Regions from separate parts of the Mus musculus genome. Here all the other regions are linked to region 3. A link is a contact called in public Hi-C and promoter capture Hi-C data. All regions are on one chromosome and are shown on one strand. The core of a region is the stretch at or near the end of the contact, and the rest is flanking DNA. Distances in the headings are between cores, read along the strand shown.

Region 1 (4,710 bases), core at 1,125-3,624, 93 kb after region 3:
TTGAGCTCGGCTGGATACACTAATGGCTGCAGGTTCTAGGTACCCATAATCACTTACTAAAGCAAGTCAGAGAATTAATCACCAGCCTGATCTGCTTCACCGAGACATGGGTTCTCCTCCCTTCCCTCCTTCTGTGTCTTTCCTCTCTCACCTTCCTCCATCCCACCGCCCCACCTACAATTTGGACTGTCCGTGATGGGGAGAGAGACACAAATACCCAACCAACGTCAGAGACGGTACTCACAGTGTTGACGCGTCCCCCTCCGGGTCCAGAACTATATCCAGGTGCCTGTCTGGAACTCCACTTGAACATCTTATGGGGTTTCTTGCTCAGGTGCCCCTGGCTCCTGCTTCTGCCTGGCAGGTTGTATGAACCACAGGGCAAGTTTCCCCAGGTCACCTTTCCCACCAATCAGATCCACCTGACTTTCCTCTCCTTCCCAAGGCTGCTAGAAACTTTGCTGGTGCCCAAGATGCTCGGGCTTCCCACAGCCCCGGCCTGAGGCGCACCTAGTTTCAGCTATCAACGCTGCCCTTTCAGAACATGCCATTCCGACTCTGTCCTTTTTAAAAAGGGGCCAGTGTCTCGCTCAGCCGGCTCATAAAGTCTCTGTTCTCCTAACAAAAGGCCAATCGAGTCCTGAGAGCCTTTCCCTGACGTCTCTGCAGCTCAAATGACCTGTTTTCTTAGGCCTCATTGTTGCCCGTCACCGCTGGTGACACTTGGTGTCCAAATTCAGAAGAAAGCTCAGATTGAGAACAGTACTAAGAAATGGGAAAATAGCCAGAGGAAAGTCAAGGCAGTGAGGCGGTTCCGGGAAGAAATACAGTTGGTGGAAGGGGTGGCATCGATCGATGGATCGATGATTGTATTAGAGAAGGATGAGATCAGAAGTGGCCAGAGAGGCAGCTCTGTCCAGGTGGCAAGAAGAAACGCACACACAAGAAGTGTCTCCTTAGGTGAGTGGGGAAGACACAGCAAGGCTGAGAGGGAAAGACAGAGAGACTGAAAGTAAAGATTAACTTGTAAATGACTTTATTGCCAGGGGAATTGTCCCCCATCACCTGGTCACTGCCCAGGTCACCTCCATGGTGTGTTCATCTCCACTGAAGCCTGGGGTCTAGATAGGTCTTGTCCAGCAGAAGACAAGACTCACATTAGTCCACACTTGCTTAAGGCTGGGCATGCACACTGCTTCCCGTTTCTTCAGCCACTCGGTCTACCTACTACCCAAGCTTATCAATACCACATGCACAAGACACTTTGGTATAAGAGACTCCACCCTGGCACCAGGGAAAGGCAGGCAGATTGTGAAGCTAAGCAGCCTGCAGGCACACGGGCCAGCTGGGTCCCAGCTCTGTTCCCCATTATGAATGACCTTGCATATGTGTCTTGTGCCTGTTTTGATCTTTAAAGTGAGCTTAGAAATACTGACAGACAAGGACCTGGAGAGTGCTTCGTGGGTAAACTGTCGTGCAAGCATAAAGAAAAAGCTGAGCATGGCTATGCATGCCTGTCACCCCCGGGTGGGTGGGTGCAGGGAGACAAATTCCGGAGCTCGACCAACCGGCAGCCAAGCTGGCTCAGTGAGAGACCCTCTCTCAAAAAGTAAGGTGGCTAGCAACTGAGGGGGACACTTGATATTGATCTCCACAGACAGCGCACAGGTGCACAGGCTAGCTGAGGAGCACAGACTAACTCATACATGCACATATACTAATTAAAGTCCCTCAGAGAGTCAATAGTGTGGTTCGACTTCAAGACCATTCCCTAAACAGAGTACCCCCTTGGCAGTGGGTTTTTTTTTTTTTTCCTGTCTATTTAGGTCTCCAGCTAACGAAATGAGGCCACCTACATCATGGGCATAATGCCCTCTGCTGTCTACTGTATCGATTTAACTGTGCTGGCTAGTTTTTATGTCAACTCAACACAAGCTAGAGTCACCTGAAAGGAGGGAGCCTTGATTAAGAAAGTGCCTCGGTAAGATTCAGCTACAGGGGATATCTTGATTAGTGATTGATGGGGGAGGGCCCAGCCCATTGTGGGCGGGGCCATCTCTGGGCTGATGGTCCTGGTTCTATAAGAAAGCAGGCTGAGCAAACCATGGCGAGCAAGCCAGTAAGCAGCACCCTTCCACGGCCTCTGCATTAACCCCTGCCTCCAGGTTTCTGCCTGCCCTGAGACAGAAACAAACATTCTCACAGAAACATCCAGGATAACTTTTGGACTCATATCTGGATCATGCCCAACCAAGTTGACACACAGAATGAACTGTCCCCAAGGCATGTTTGCCCATGTGACCCCAATAACGAGCTCTATGCTTGTTTGTCTTTAGGGACCGTGTGTTTAAGGAAACAATTTCTTTACTGAATGGTGCTTCATTTGGTAGACCATTCTTTGGGACTGTTGTTCCTCCCAACACCCTCTGGGAACTATGTGCAACGGCAAACAGCTGAGAAGACAAGGAGGCCCAGGCTAGGTGGCCAGGCAGGTGCCTGATGCTGCTGAGATGACAAGGAGGCCCAGGCTAGGTGGCCAGGCAGGTGCCTGATGCTGCTGAAAAGACAAGGACTCTTCCCCACCCCACCTCACCCATGTTAGGTGGCCAGGCAGGTGCCTGACACTGCTGTCCTCTGGGGAGGTGTAAAATTTCCATTAGAAAAATGCAAGGAGGCTGGCCCTGGTGGCACAAACCTTAAATCCCAGCACTCAGGATGGAGAGACCGGCAGATCTCGGAGTTTCAGGCTAGTTAGAACTACGCAGTAAGACCCCGTCTCAAAAACAAACAAACGAGCAAGAAGACGAAAAAGGAGGAGGAAGAGAACTAAGGTGAGGAGGAGAAGAAGAAAGGAAAAAGGAACGCACCAGGCAAACGGGAAGAGGGTGAGCCGGTGCAGCAGGCCCTCGAGGACTGACCACGGTGTGAGATGGATAGCAGGCAGGGTGATGGATGAAGACACCAGCCTGTAGCTAGCTTGAAGAAGGGGCAGACATATATCTGAGCTATAAATCTCAGAAGGAGAAGCAGAGATTAGGAGCGAGAAACAGGGGCTGAGCTGTGCTTTCTGAGTGAACACACTGAAGAAGGGGGAGATTTGCACCACTGCAGCAGACTTTTTTTTTTTTTTTTTTTTGTCTTTTACTCTGAAGTGCCAAGAACTGGAAGAGGAAGTATGTTGCTGCGCTGCAGAGTTGCCGTGGCAATGGGTCAGCAGCAGAAAGAAACAGGTTGGGAGAAAGGCTCCATTTCTGCGCGGGGGTAGGGGGGGTAGGGGACAAGGGGGGGCTAGAGGGGGCAGGAGACAGGATGAGGAACAGATGGGGAAAGCAGTCACTGAAGTCACAGAGGCAGCAGGAGAGTGAAGTAAAAACCAGGCTGGATCGTGGGGGAGGGACATGAGGGGGGGGGTGATGTCGGGGCGGGGGGTGCAGAAATTACACCCAAAGTCAAATGTGGTCCTCAGTTTCTGCTCGCCTCCCCCTTCCCTACCTATGCGTTTCAAGGCATCCTAGTGTGTTTTGTGAGGTTTCTTATTGCTAATCCGACATTCACCACTTTGTCTTTGACCCAGGTTCTGCCCTCAACAGACCATCTGTTAGGAAGGGACCTTAAATCTCCAAGAAAGGAAGTCTCTAGAGATAGGACATTCCATTCTGTTGGAGTTTAAATTTGGTCCCAGAGCAACAAGACCTGCTTTGGAGCCTCCAAACCTCAGGACTCCACAGTTCTCAAAAAGACAGCCGAACGGCTTCCTGGAATCCCGTGTGAGCTGTCAGCTCTGCAGCAGTGTAAAGATGCTGGAGCATCCTCCAACCGCAAGCCAAGGACCACAAAGCCTTGCGTATCACCTTGGCTTTCTTACAGTGAGTGGGTGATTGAAATGACAGACTCTCAGCCCATGTGCTTAACTGCTTGAGGTTAGACCTGGGGAGACTGGGCTAAGGGAGAGATGATGCAAACCCACTTACAAGGAGAATGGCCTTGAGTTCTGAGTGACCTTGGGGTGGGCAGCCTGGTCGTCAGAGTAAGCCAGTGGACTTTATGTCTTTTTTTTTTTCTTTTTCTTTTTTAATTGGACATTTTCTTTATTTACATTTCAGATATTATCCCCTTTCCTGGTTTCCCCTCCGGAAAAGCAACCTCCCCACTCTTCCCACTCACCAACCCACCCACTCCTGCTTCCTGGTCCTGGCATTCCCCCACACTGGGGCACAGAGCCTTCTTAGGACCAAGGGCTTCTCCTCCCACTGATATCCGACTAGGCCATCCTCTACTGCATATGCAGCTGAAGCCATGAGTCCCACCATGTGTGCTCTTTGGTTGGTGGTTAGTCCCGGGAGCTCTGGGGGTACTGGTTAGTTCATATTGTTGTTCCTCCCATGGGGCTGCAAACCCCTTCAGCTCCTTGGGTCCTTTTTCTAGCTCCTCCATTGGGGACCCTGTACTCAGTCCAATGGATGGCTATGAGCATCCACTTCTGTATTTGTGAGGCACTGGCAGAGCCTCTCAGGAGAGAGCTATATCAGGCTCCTGTCAGCAAGCACTTGTTGGCATCCACAATAGTGTCTGTTTTTGGTGGTTGTTTATGGGATGAATCCCCAGGTGGGGCAGTCTCTGGATGATCATTCATTCAGTCTCTACTCCATACTTTGTCTCTGTAACTCCTTCCATGGGTGTTTTGTTCCCCTTTCTAAGATGCATTGAAGT
Region 2 (4,351 bases), core at 1,130-3,629, 120 kb after region 3:
TGGCTCCGCAGTTAAGAGCACCGTCTGCTCTTCCAGAGGACCCATGTTTGACTCCCAGCACCCAGGTGACAGCTCACACCCACCTATAACTCCATTTACAATGAATCCCATGCCCTCCTCTGGCCTTGATAGTCACTACATACATGTAGCACATGACACAGCACTACATACATGTAACACATGACACAGATGCAGATAAAATACCCATAATGATAAAAATCGTTTTGATTAGTTATTTTATTGGTTAGGAAGCATCCTCCACTGCTACAGAGGTTTCTTCTACAAACTCCTGCCCACCCAACCCTGCATCATGGCACAGCCACAGAACAGAGAAAAACAGGGTGGAGAAGAGCATTCAACCAGGCCTTCTCCTCTCTGAGGCAAAATAGAGAAACTGCTAGGTTTTTCCTTGTTCTAGGACCCGTGGAACCTAGTGTTCCCACACACCACACCTCATAGCTCAACGAGGACAGACTTCCCCCAATTGCTCTGGCTCACCCAACTGCTGCCTCGGTGCTGAACGGTGAGCTATTGTTCTGTGTAGAAGAAAATAACCCTTTCACGAGTAACCTCCCCACCCACCCAGTGACCTGAACTTCATCTCAGAGGGCACACCCTGCCAGGTGACCCCAAGTGTCCCACGCCCAAAGCCACCTCTTTCCTGCTGGCTACTGCCACTGCCTGAAGTCTCCTGACACTGTACTCTTGGGCCAGAACTCCAGGGTGAGTGGCCACTTAACCTTTTCCGTGCCTGAGGGGAAGCTGGCCACGAGTCAGTGGACCTTTCCTGTACCAAGTGGATGTCACAGCAGATTGAGACACATTTGCAGTGTTGTTGCCGTTTTGGCTTTGTTGGGGAGCAGTAGCCTCCTGGAGCAAGCCCCTTCCACACCTGTAGGATCTTTCACCTTGCAATGATGAGAGGGTGGCAAAGAGCAAGGTGTGTGTGCTCGGTGCGTGTTTTTCTAGCAGGGTAGTAAGAAAACATTTGCTACCTATGGTGTTTCTGGAAGTCAGTGAAGCACACCTCTACCATGTGGATTACATCACCTCTGCCTCAAGCTTGGCTTTTCCAACACATGCTAGCTGGTCGCCTGCAGTGAGGCAAATCCTATAGAAATGGCAACTTATGCTGGCGGGTGATGAGGTGGTAAGTCACCAGACATGCTTGATGCATGATGTACGCATGTGCATGAGCATGTGCATGTGTGCACATGTGTGTGTACACGTGTTCATGTGTGTATGTGTGTATGCATGTGCATGCATGTGTGTGCATGCATGTGCATGTGTGTACATGTGTGCATGTGTGTATGTGTGCATGCATGTGCATGCGTGCACATGTGTGTGTGCATGTGTGTATGCATGTGCATTCGTGTACATGTGTGTGTGCATGTGTGCGTGTGTGTATGCTTCCCTGCCATCTTACAGCCCATGTCCTGCCATGTACCATCTTCCATGATGTTTACTGGTAAGAAAGCTGGGAACGGCGTCTGCCTGGGTCCTACTGGTTTAGCTCATTAGCCCTAACAGAGAGGGAGAGGAGAGGAAGAGGGGAGAGGGAGAGGGGAGAGGGGGAGGGGAGAAGGGGAGGGGAGAGGGGGAGGGGGAGAGAGAAAACATGGAAAGAAGAGGAAGGAGAAAAAAGAAAAGAAAGAATTTTTAGAAGACAAATAGCTTACTAAAGCACAGATCTTTCTAAGAGTGGTTAAAATTCTGTATTTCCTGACCAAGTATGATAGTGCACACCTTTAATCCTTGGGAGACAGAGGCAAGTAGATTTCTGTAAGTTTAAGGCCTGCCTGATCTACTTAGTGAGTTTCAGGATAGCCAGAGCTACAAAATAACAACAACAATAAATAAATAAGTTACATATTGTGGCTCCCCTTATTCCACACAACAGCTTATAGCCTATTTTCAACCAGATAAGGAAACTAGAAAGTTAAAATCCATGCCATTCCAAGATTTCACCAATAAAAGACGGGAGGCTGTGGGGGTGCCCTTGGAGATCGTAGGCCACCACCTCTCTGCCTTCTCCTCACCTTTGACCCCGGAGCTTCAGTGTCTGACCCCGGTGGCTTCAGTGTCTCCTTTGGTGTGTTGCATCTTTGGGGAATTTGTCCTGATTTTTGCATGCCCTCTCCATTGTTATGAGAATATAAAGCATCCACCAGGGGGCGCATGATTCCCTGACAGTGGCAGCCATGTGTAGGGACAGACCTTGGAGACAGGTGAGGAGGCCCTAATGTCCCCATTGTCTTGGCAGGCTTCCAGATGTCCAAGGGCGTGGGGGCTTCTCGAACAGGGTAGAATTTGGTGCAGTTCTACTGCCAATCCTTTCTGTATTTTACCCACACCTCTAAACAGCTGCTGTGGGAAGCGTGTACTGCTGACATTGGTGGTCCAGGGCCAACTATCTGGTAAATCTCGGCAGAAAGTTCAATTATGGCTGCCATGCAGTTGAAGACAGGAATCTGGAAGATGGCTGGAGCTGTGTCAGGGACAAGGAGTGGGAGTGGAATTTTGAGCTTGGCTATCCATCACTGGTTGCTGAGAATTGGGTCTGTAGCCAGAAGGACCGCTGTCTAACAAGGGAAGTGATCAGGAACTCTGGCGGCAGGAAGGGGTAGAGGATTGTGCCGGCATTGGTATCCCAGAATCCCTTAGAGCATCAAACCTGCAGTCATCAGAAGAGACTGAGTCTGCCGGAGCAAACACGGGGTCTCTGGTGCCACTGAACAAGGGTCTGAGCGAGGATGTGTGTTTGACTCACTCCACGACCCAGTACAGCGGCTCTGCTTGGGCTCTTTGAGACAACGTCAAGGTTTCTGAAGATGACTTCCAGCGCCTTGTCCAGCATGCTTGCTGTCAGTCTCCGTGTGTCCCTCATGCAGAAATGCTGAGGTTTGAGTCCCCAGTGGGGAAATGACCATATTTGGACAAAATGGCTATGGCGTTTTTTTATAGTGAGATCATACTCAAGTGGGATGACTCCAGAGCCGATGTGACTGGTGGCTTTATAAGAAAAGAAGAACCAGGAGCTAATAGTCAAGGCAGGAGGCTTCCCTGGGTTCCGGGTGACGTCACCAGTGTCACCAGCACAAGGTGGTCTGTTATGGGAGATAGGTAAAGTGAAGAATGGGAGTGTTTGCACTCAGCACGAGGGGGTCGTCGGCAAGCATTCCGTTCCTTTATCAGCCAGTATTGCTTGCCCTGGCTAACACAGAACACCAGGCTCTGGCAGAGAGACGGCTCAGCAAGGCAAGTTGTTTGCCAGCCAGTAACATAGGCCCTGACATCCAACTAAAAAGTGTCCTGTGCTTGTAACGTCTGCACTAAAGACATGGGAGCAGGTGGGTCCTTCTTCCCTCCCCCTCCCCCTCCCACCCAGCTCCCTCCCTTTCTCTGCCTCCTGTGATTATTTTCTTCCAAGAGGGATTGAAGCACCCTCACCGGGGCCTTTCTGCTTTTTATACTTCTTACTGCCTGTGGATTGTATCCTAGGTTTTCTGTACTTTTTGGCTGATATCCACTTATCAGTGAGTGCACACCATGCATGTCCTTTTAGGTCTGGGTTACCTCACCCAGGATGATATTTTCTATTTCATGTCTTTAATCTCGGGAGGCAGAAGCAGGCGGATCTCTGAGTTCAAGGCCAGCCTTGGTCTACAGAGCGAGTCCCAGCACAGCTAGGGCTACACACAGAAACCCTGTCTCCAAAAAACAAAAACAAAATTTAAAAATCCAAATTTAAAACTAAGAATTCAATGCCAGCCTGAAGGTTACTTGAGACTCTGTCAAAGGTGGTGGGGGATGGCAAAATTCAATTTGTTCTCATGATAAAAACTCTCAACGCATTCAGGACAGAAGAAGGATGACGGGCCATAACAGGGAGGAGATTATGCATAGCAGGCTGGCCATATAAAGCCAACTGGCTAGGTTCTGTCAAAGGAAGTGGGGCTGTGGGGCAAATCCTCCCTAGTCCCCAGCCCATGCTCCCAGCCCACACTCACAGCCCCAGTCTCCCTTTTTATTCTTTAAGTGGGGAACTGATTTGCTTTTGGGCATGTTTCTCTTCATTTTTAGTGGATGCATACCTATTGTGAGAACCTACAAGAGCAATGATCAGTCAGGGTGCTTATCACCTCAGATAGTCACTGTTGCGTTTATGTTCTTTCTTTTGAGTTCTTTGGGAATATCCAACTGATAGCGTCAACCCTTGGTATCTTACACACTTCTGCAATGACTGCAAAGGATTCTCATGGCTGATGAAGCGCGAAAGCATCACTGAAGACCTTCAGCCTGAGACCCAGAATGCCCAGGAACCTGAGCTCCCGTCCAAAGGTTTCAGGTC
Region 3 (4,476 bases), core at 325-2,824:
AAGCAAGCCATGAGGAGCAAGCTGGTAAGCAGCACCCCTCCACGGCCTTTGCCTCCGCTCCTTCTTCCAGGTCCCTGTTCTGCTTGAGTCCTTGTCCTGACTTCCTCCAGTGGTGAACTATGGGTGTGGAAGTGTAAACTGAACAAATCCTGTCTCCCCCAACTTGCTTTTGGTCACAGTGATTTGTCACAGCAATAGAAACCTTAACAAGACACCAGGAGATCTCATGAGGCCTCATGGTCAGAGCAGATTTGTAGGTGGGACTGGCTGAAGGAAACAGAGAGATTCCTCAGATCAAGTCCCCCACCCCAAGCTTCCTAAGAGTCCCGAGAGCCCTGTGATGTCAGGGCAAAGCATGACACTAGAGGCTGTGACAGTGAACTTTGTCAACTACTCTAGAACAATGGTTCTCACCCTTGGGTCAAGATGCCTTGGTGGGCCAGATATCAGATATCCAGCATATCAAATATTTACATTACAATTCATAATAGAAGCAAAATCACAGCTATGAAGTAGCAACAAAATAATTTATGGTTGGGGTCGCCACAGCATGAGGAACTGTATTAAAGGGTCGTAGCATTGGGACGGTTAAGAACCAAGGCTCGGGCTGGAGAGATGACTCAGCAGTTAAGAGCACTGACTGCTCTTCCAGAGGTCCTGAGTTCAAATCCCAGCAACCACATGGTGGCTCACAACCATCTGTAATGGGATCTGAGGCCTTCTTCTGGTGCGTCTGAAGACAGCTACAGTGTACTCACTCATATACATAAAATAAATAAATAAATTTTAAAAAAGAAAAGAAAAACAGAACCACGGCTCTAGAATCGTCTAGCAGATTAATTACCGGGCACATCTGTGAGGATGATTTGAGGTTGGTAAACTGAGGAAGGATGGAAGAGCCGCACAAACTGTGGGTAGCACGGTTCTGTGGGCTAGGGTGCAGGGCTGACGGCAGGGAGAAAGCTGGCTGAGAACCCGGGTCCATCTTTTACTGCTTCCTGACTGGATTCGACATGTCCATGCTCACAGTCCTGATGCTGCGCTGGACTGAGCCCTCAGACTGTAGCCAAAATAGGCCCTCCTTCCCTTGAGTCGCATCTTAACAGGTGAGGTGTGTTGGTTAGCACAGACTGGCCTTGAACTGGCTGTGTAGCCAAGGATGGCTTTGAACTTCCGACCTTCTGATCTCCACTTCCCAATTTCTTCGCTAACAGGTGTGCCTCTCCACGCCTGGCTTTATGTGGGGCTGGGGCTCTAACCCAGCGCTGGGTAAGCACTCACCGATTGAACTTTGCCCCAGTCACTGACAGGTGGCTGTAATTAGGATCATAACTAATACAGGGTTATGACATCATTGACGCCTGTGTAGGTCTAGGGCTTGGGCTGTGACCCTTTCTCCACATTCCGTTTGGATATTCAGTTTTACCCTTTGTGATCATGGGCCAGGGTCTCCCCAGGCTGAGCCACTGAGCCTCACCCTGCCCCACTGCAACTCTCGTGCTGGGGACTCTCACGCTCAGCCCTTGAGTGGGTGTGTCCTCCCCACTCAAAGCCTTTGGCAGAGGCCAGGGCAGAGAAAGGATGTGAGCACAGCTCTAGATTCCCTGGGGTAGGGTGTGGGAGGGAGGTTCAGGGAGACAGCAGACAGCTTTCTGGTCATGTGGTTGGAACCAGGAAGGACACTGGGGTCCTCACAACTTTCTAGGATTTTCTTTTTCTAGGTAAAGGAGCTCCCTAGAACCTGTTGTCACGGCAGCTAGGACTTAGAAAAAGAGGGTAACATTTACAGCTAAGCCCTGGGGGCCAAGCACTCCTGACTGAACTTCGTGCCAACGCACAGAAAGCAGAGGTACCAGAACCTCTTCCGCTTCTCTTTGTAACTTATTAAAGGAAGAACTGTTGAGCCAGCAAGACTCTTATCTGATAAGAGAGGCTTTGGGCAAGCCTATGACCTGAATGGTGTGATCCCAGGTTCTGCCACAAGGTGGCAGTAGAGTAAGACTCTGGGGAACTGTCCTTCACTCTCTACGCTGCCCCCCTTCCCCTTTCTCTCACACACAAGTGCGGGCGCGCGCACGCGCGCGCACACACACACACACACACACACACACACACACACACACACACACTACACAGTGGGAACCGTTTTCAGGTAGACAGCAACACTCGCTTAACTTTCTGCTGTGTGGTGTCCTTTGAGGCTTGCTTCTAGATTTACAGGGGCCTCTGTGACTTCCTGGGGGCACAGCAGTCAGCTTTCTAGATTTTCCCATCATGCACTAGTGGATGCTAGTGATTCAGTGTCAAGGTCAGGGCTCCTGGTCCTTAGTTTGGCTGCATAACCAGGATACTCCAAATCCCCAGGACTCAGATGAGGCTTTCCACACCTTGAAGATGCAGCAGGAGCTACTGCTGCCCGCCTCACAGACCACCTCCACGCGGCTTGTTCCCGTGAGACAAACCAACCCGATGGATGGGCCACGCTTCCAAGACACTCTTTATTGAGCTCTTATTAAGCCACCCGCATAAATACATATAATAAATAAAAAACCAGCACTTTTTAGAAGTCTTTGCTTTGAAGAGCACCTCCTTCCCTGTGTTCCGGGCTTGCTCTCTGCATCCTTCCCACATCCATCATTGGTCCTTTGGGGCCCAGCATCCCTGGCAGAAGCCCGGGGAAGGAACTCACACGTAGTCATTCAGCCTGTACCCACTGTGCGCGGCTGAGGTCACCGAGGGGGCACGGTTGTCCTTGTAGGCCGCTGGTGGGCGGTAGGCAGGGGCGGTAGCCGTGGTGGTAGCTCCGGCCCTGGACTGGGGCGGGTAGGGTCTGTAGGGGGCCTCGTCCTGGCAGGATAAGCAGAGCAGGGTGCCCCCGATGAGAGACAGGGATGAGGAGATGAAGCCCAGGTACAGGGCCTGGCCGATTTCAAACTTCATGCCACTGGGCAGCAGCGGGTTATAAAAATTCTGCACCACGTCATTCGTGGTCCAGGACACGGCCACCATGCACAGCAGGCCGGCCAGCAGGAAGAGCGCGCCCCCCAGCACTGCAAAGGTGGTCTTGGCGGGTGTGCCTTTGGCGCAGCGTGTGCACTTCATGCCCACTACTGCGCAGGCGCAGGCCATGCCCGACAACAGGCAGGAGATGACCATGAGCGCCCGGGCGGCCTGCAAGTCCCGGGGCAGCGCCAGCAGTGAGCGGTAGATCTGACACTGGTAGATGCCTGTGCTGTGCCACACACATTCCATCCACAGTCCCTTCAGGTAGGATACGGCAGTCAGGATGTTGGTGCCCACATGGGCCGTCCTCCGCCAGTGTGGCAGGATGGTGGTGATGAGCGTTCCTACCATGCCCAGGAAGCTAAGCAGGAAGCCTAGGAGCTGGACCGCTGTGCTGGCCATGGCTAAGGGCCCCTGCTAGCCGCGCTGAGCAGTGCCCAGGTCCCCAGGGATGGATCTGGTCCTTAGGTGCCCGCAGGAAGCCTAATAAAGCCAGGAGGAGAGGGAGGGCAAGAAAAGGGAACTGGGTTAAATATTATCTCGATGCCTTTATTTCTGTCACCAAAACACTTTTCCATAGGCAGTTCCTATGATAATTAACATGTCCTGAAAAAAAAAAAATGGAGGCTCCTCAGGGTGGAAGGACAGAGCTGGATGAGAGGATGCAGGTCCCAGCAGCCTGTGCTTCCTGGAGACCCCAGAGCTCCCATTCTCGATGTCTCCGGGACCTACGACTTAGGGAAAGCACACAGAGGGAGTTCTACCTTATATGTACACTCAGGTTTTTCTGTTACACCTCAACCTTCCTTCCACACAGCTTGGACTGACATGCGTTAGTTAGGGTGTGTACCTGTTGTGACTTAGAGAATGGCCTTGGGGGCTGTGTCTGTAAGGGGGCGACTTTCTCTGGCACCTCAGAGGCAGGTCAGGGGCTGTTTTGGAATTCAGGCCTGATGTGACATCAAGCTTGCTGACTCCTGCCCAGGGACAGGATTCCAAGTGGCCAGATGCTTAATGCATCTGACAGGAGTGTAAGCCAGGGCTCAGCCTGCTTTCTTAGTTACAGAGACTGCCCAGCGTAGGGGACCCTCTCAAGCAAGTCAGGACAGTCCCCAGCTTCTCCACCTCGACAGAGTCCGAAGAGTGAAAGGTCCAGGCTTACATTGGGCCCCCTGGCTGATTCCTGACCTGAATTCTAGGCTGCCCCAAACTTTCCTTTTCAAGGTTACCCATTAAAGACTGTCGGAAGGCTTGACAGGAGCCCACAAGGCTTGGTGGTGGACCAGTCTGGGGAGGTCTAAGTGTATTTATGGAAAGCAAGGGGAGCTAATTTTAGAAATCACTAGGTTTTGCTATTTTTAAGTTAAGGATTTTCTAATTTAAGAAGTGTTAATGAGCTTCAAACCTCCCCCTCCAGCTTCCTCCCCCCTCCCCTCCCCCCCATAGCAGCAGCATCAAGCAATACTTCCTGAC

The links. Promoter capture Hi-C pulls out the DNA fragments that hold promoters and counts their contacts. Hi-C and Micro-C count contacts between places; a contact is called where the count stands out from the background.
Region 1: a contact with region 3 is called in a promoter capture Hi-C map of embryonic stem cells, with 3 times the contacts expected there. The contact joins the promoter of 2410003I16Rik here to the enhancer-like site in region 3. A contact is called at or near these places in 11 of 39 promoter capture datasets (the C10 cell line, the HPC-7 cell line, cranial neural crest and 4 more), 4 of 15 datasets of contacts at CTCF or cohesin (embryonic stem cells, large pre-B cells, pro-B cells and 1 more), 18 of 484 Hi-C or Micro-C datasets (ECoMG myeloid progenitors, the HL-1 cell line, embryonic fibroblasts and 4 more), 12 of 115 datasets of contacts at active chromatin or transcription factors (embryonic stem cells, large pre-B cells and stem cell-derived neural progenitor cells) and 5 of 9 other capture datasets (adipose tissue, embryonic stem cells, liver and 2 more).
Region 2: a Hi-C map of the N1E-115 cell line shows a contact between it and region 3, with 7 times the contacts expected there. The contact joins two enhancer-like sites. A contact is called at or near these places in 4 of 15 datasets of contacts at CTCF or cohesin (embryonic stem cells, hippocampal excitatory neurons and pro-B cells), 55 of 484 Hi-C or Micro-C datasets (B cells, the Ba/F3 cell line, the C10 cell line and 28 more), 7 of 115 datasets of contacts at active chromatin or transcription factors (bone marrow-derived macrophages, craniofacial prominence, double positive thymocytes and 2 more) and 3 of 9 other capture datasets (adipose tissue, embryonic stem cells and macrophages).

The regions. Positions count from the first base shown.
Region 1 is chr16:94,008,281-94,012,990 of GRCm38.p6, forward strand. It overlaps 2410003I16Rik (a long non-coding RNA gene), which reads left to right and starts at 2,375. Exons shown (of 4, transcript XR_003951876.1): 1 at 2,375-2,831; 2 at 3,153-3,230; 3 at 3,575-4,710. It also overlaps a transcript of Cldn14 not described here.
Region 2 is chr16:94,036,217-94,040,567 of GRCm38.p6, forward strand. All of the region lies in intron 5 of Gm31175 (a long non-coding RNA gene), which reads right to left. Among named protein-coding and RNA genes, the nearest start is that of 2410003I16Rik, 28 kb to the left of the region's middle. Within about 2 kb of position 2,380, at least 3 of the 459 cell types and tissues checked have an H3K27ac peak or open chromatin away from gene starts, as enhancers often do. A contact at or near this core is called in the G1E-ER4 cell line and the N1E-115 cell line, where this site is marked.
Region 3 is chr16:93,916,552-93,921,027 of GRCm38.p6, forward strand. It overlaps Cldn14 (claudin 14), which reads right to left. Exons shown (of 2, transcript NM_001165925.1): 2 at 2,480-3,486. The coding sequence starts at 3,405. The coding sequence ends at 2,686. Among named protein-coding and RNA genes, the nearest start is that of Gm31012, 11 kb to the right of the region's middle. Within about 2 kb of position 1,575, at least 87 of the 459 cell types and tissues checked have an H3K27ac peak or open chromatin away from gene starts, as enhancers often do. A contact at or near this core is called in ECoMG myeloid progenitors, the G1E-ER4 cell line, the HPC-7 cell line and 5 more, where this site is marked.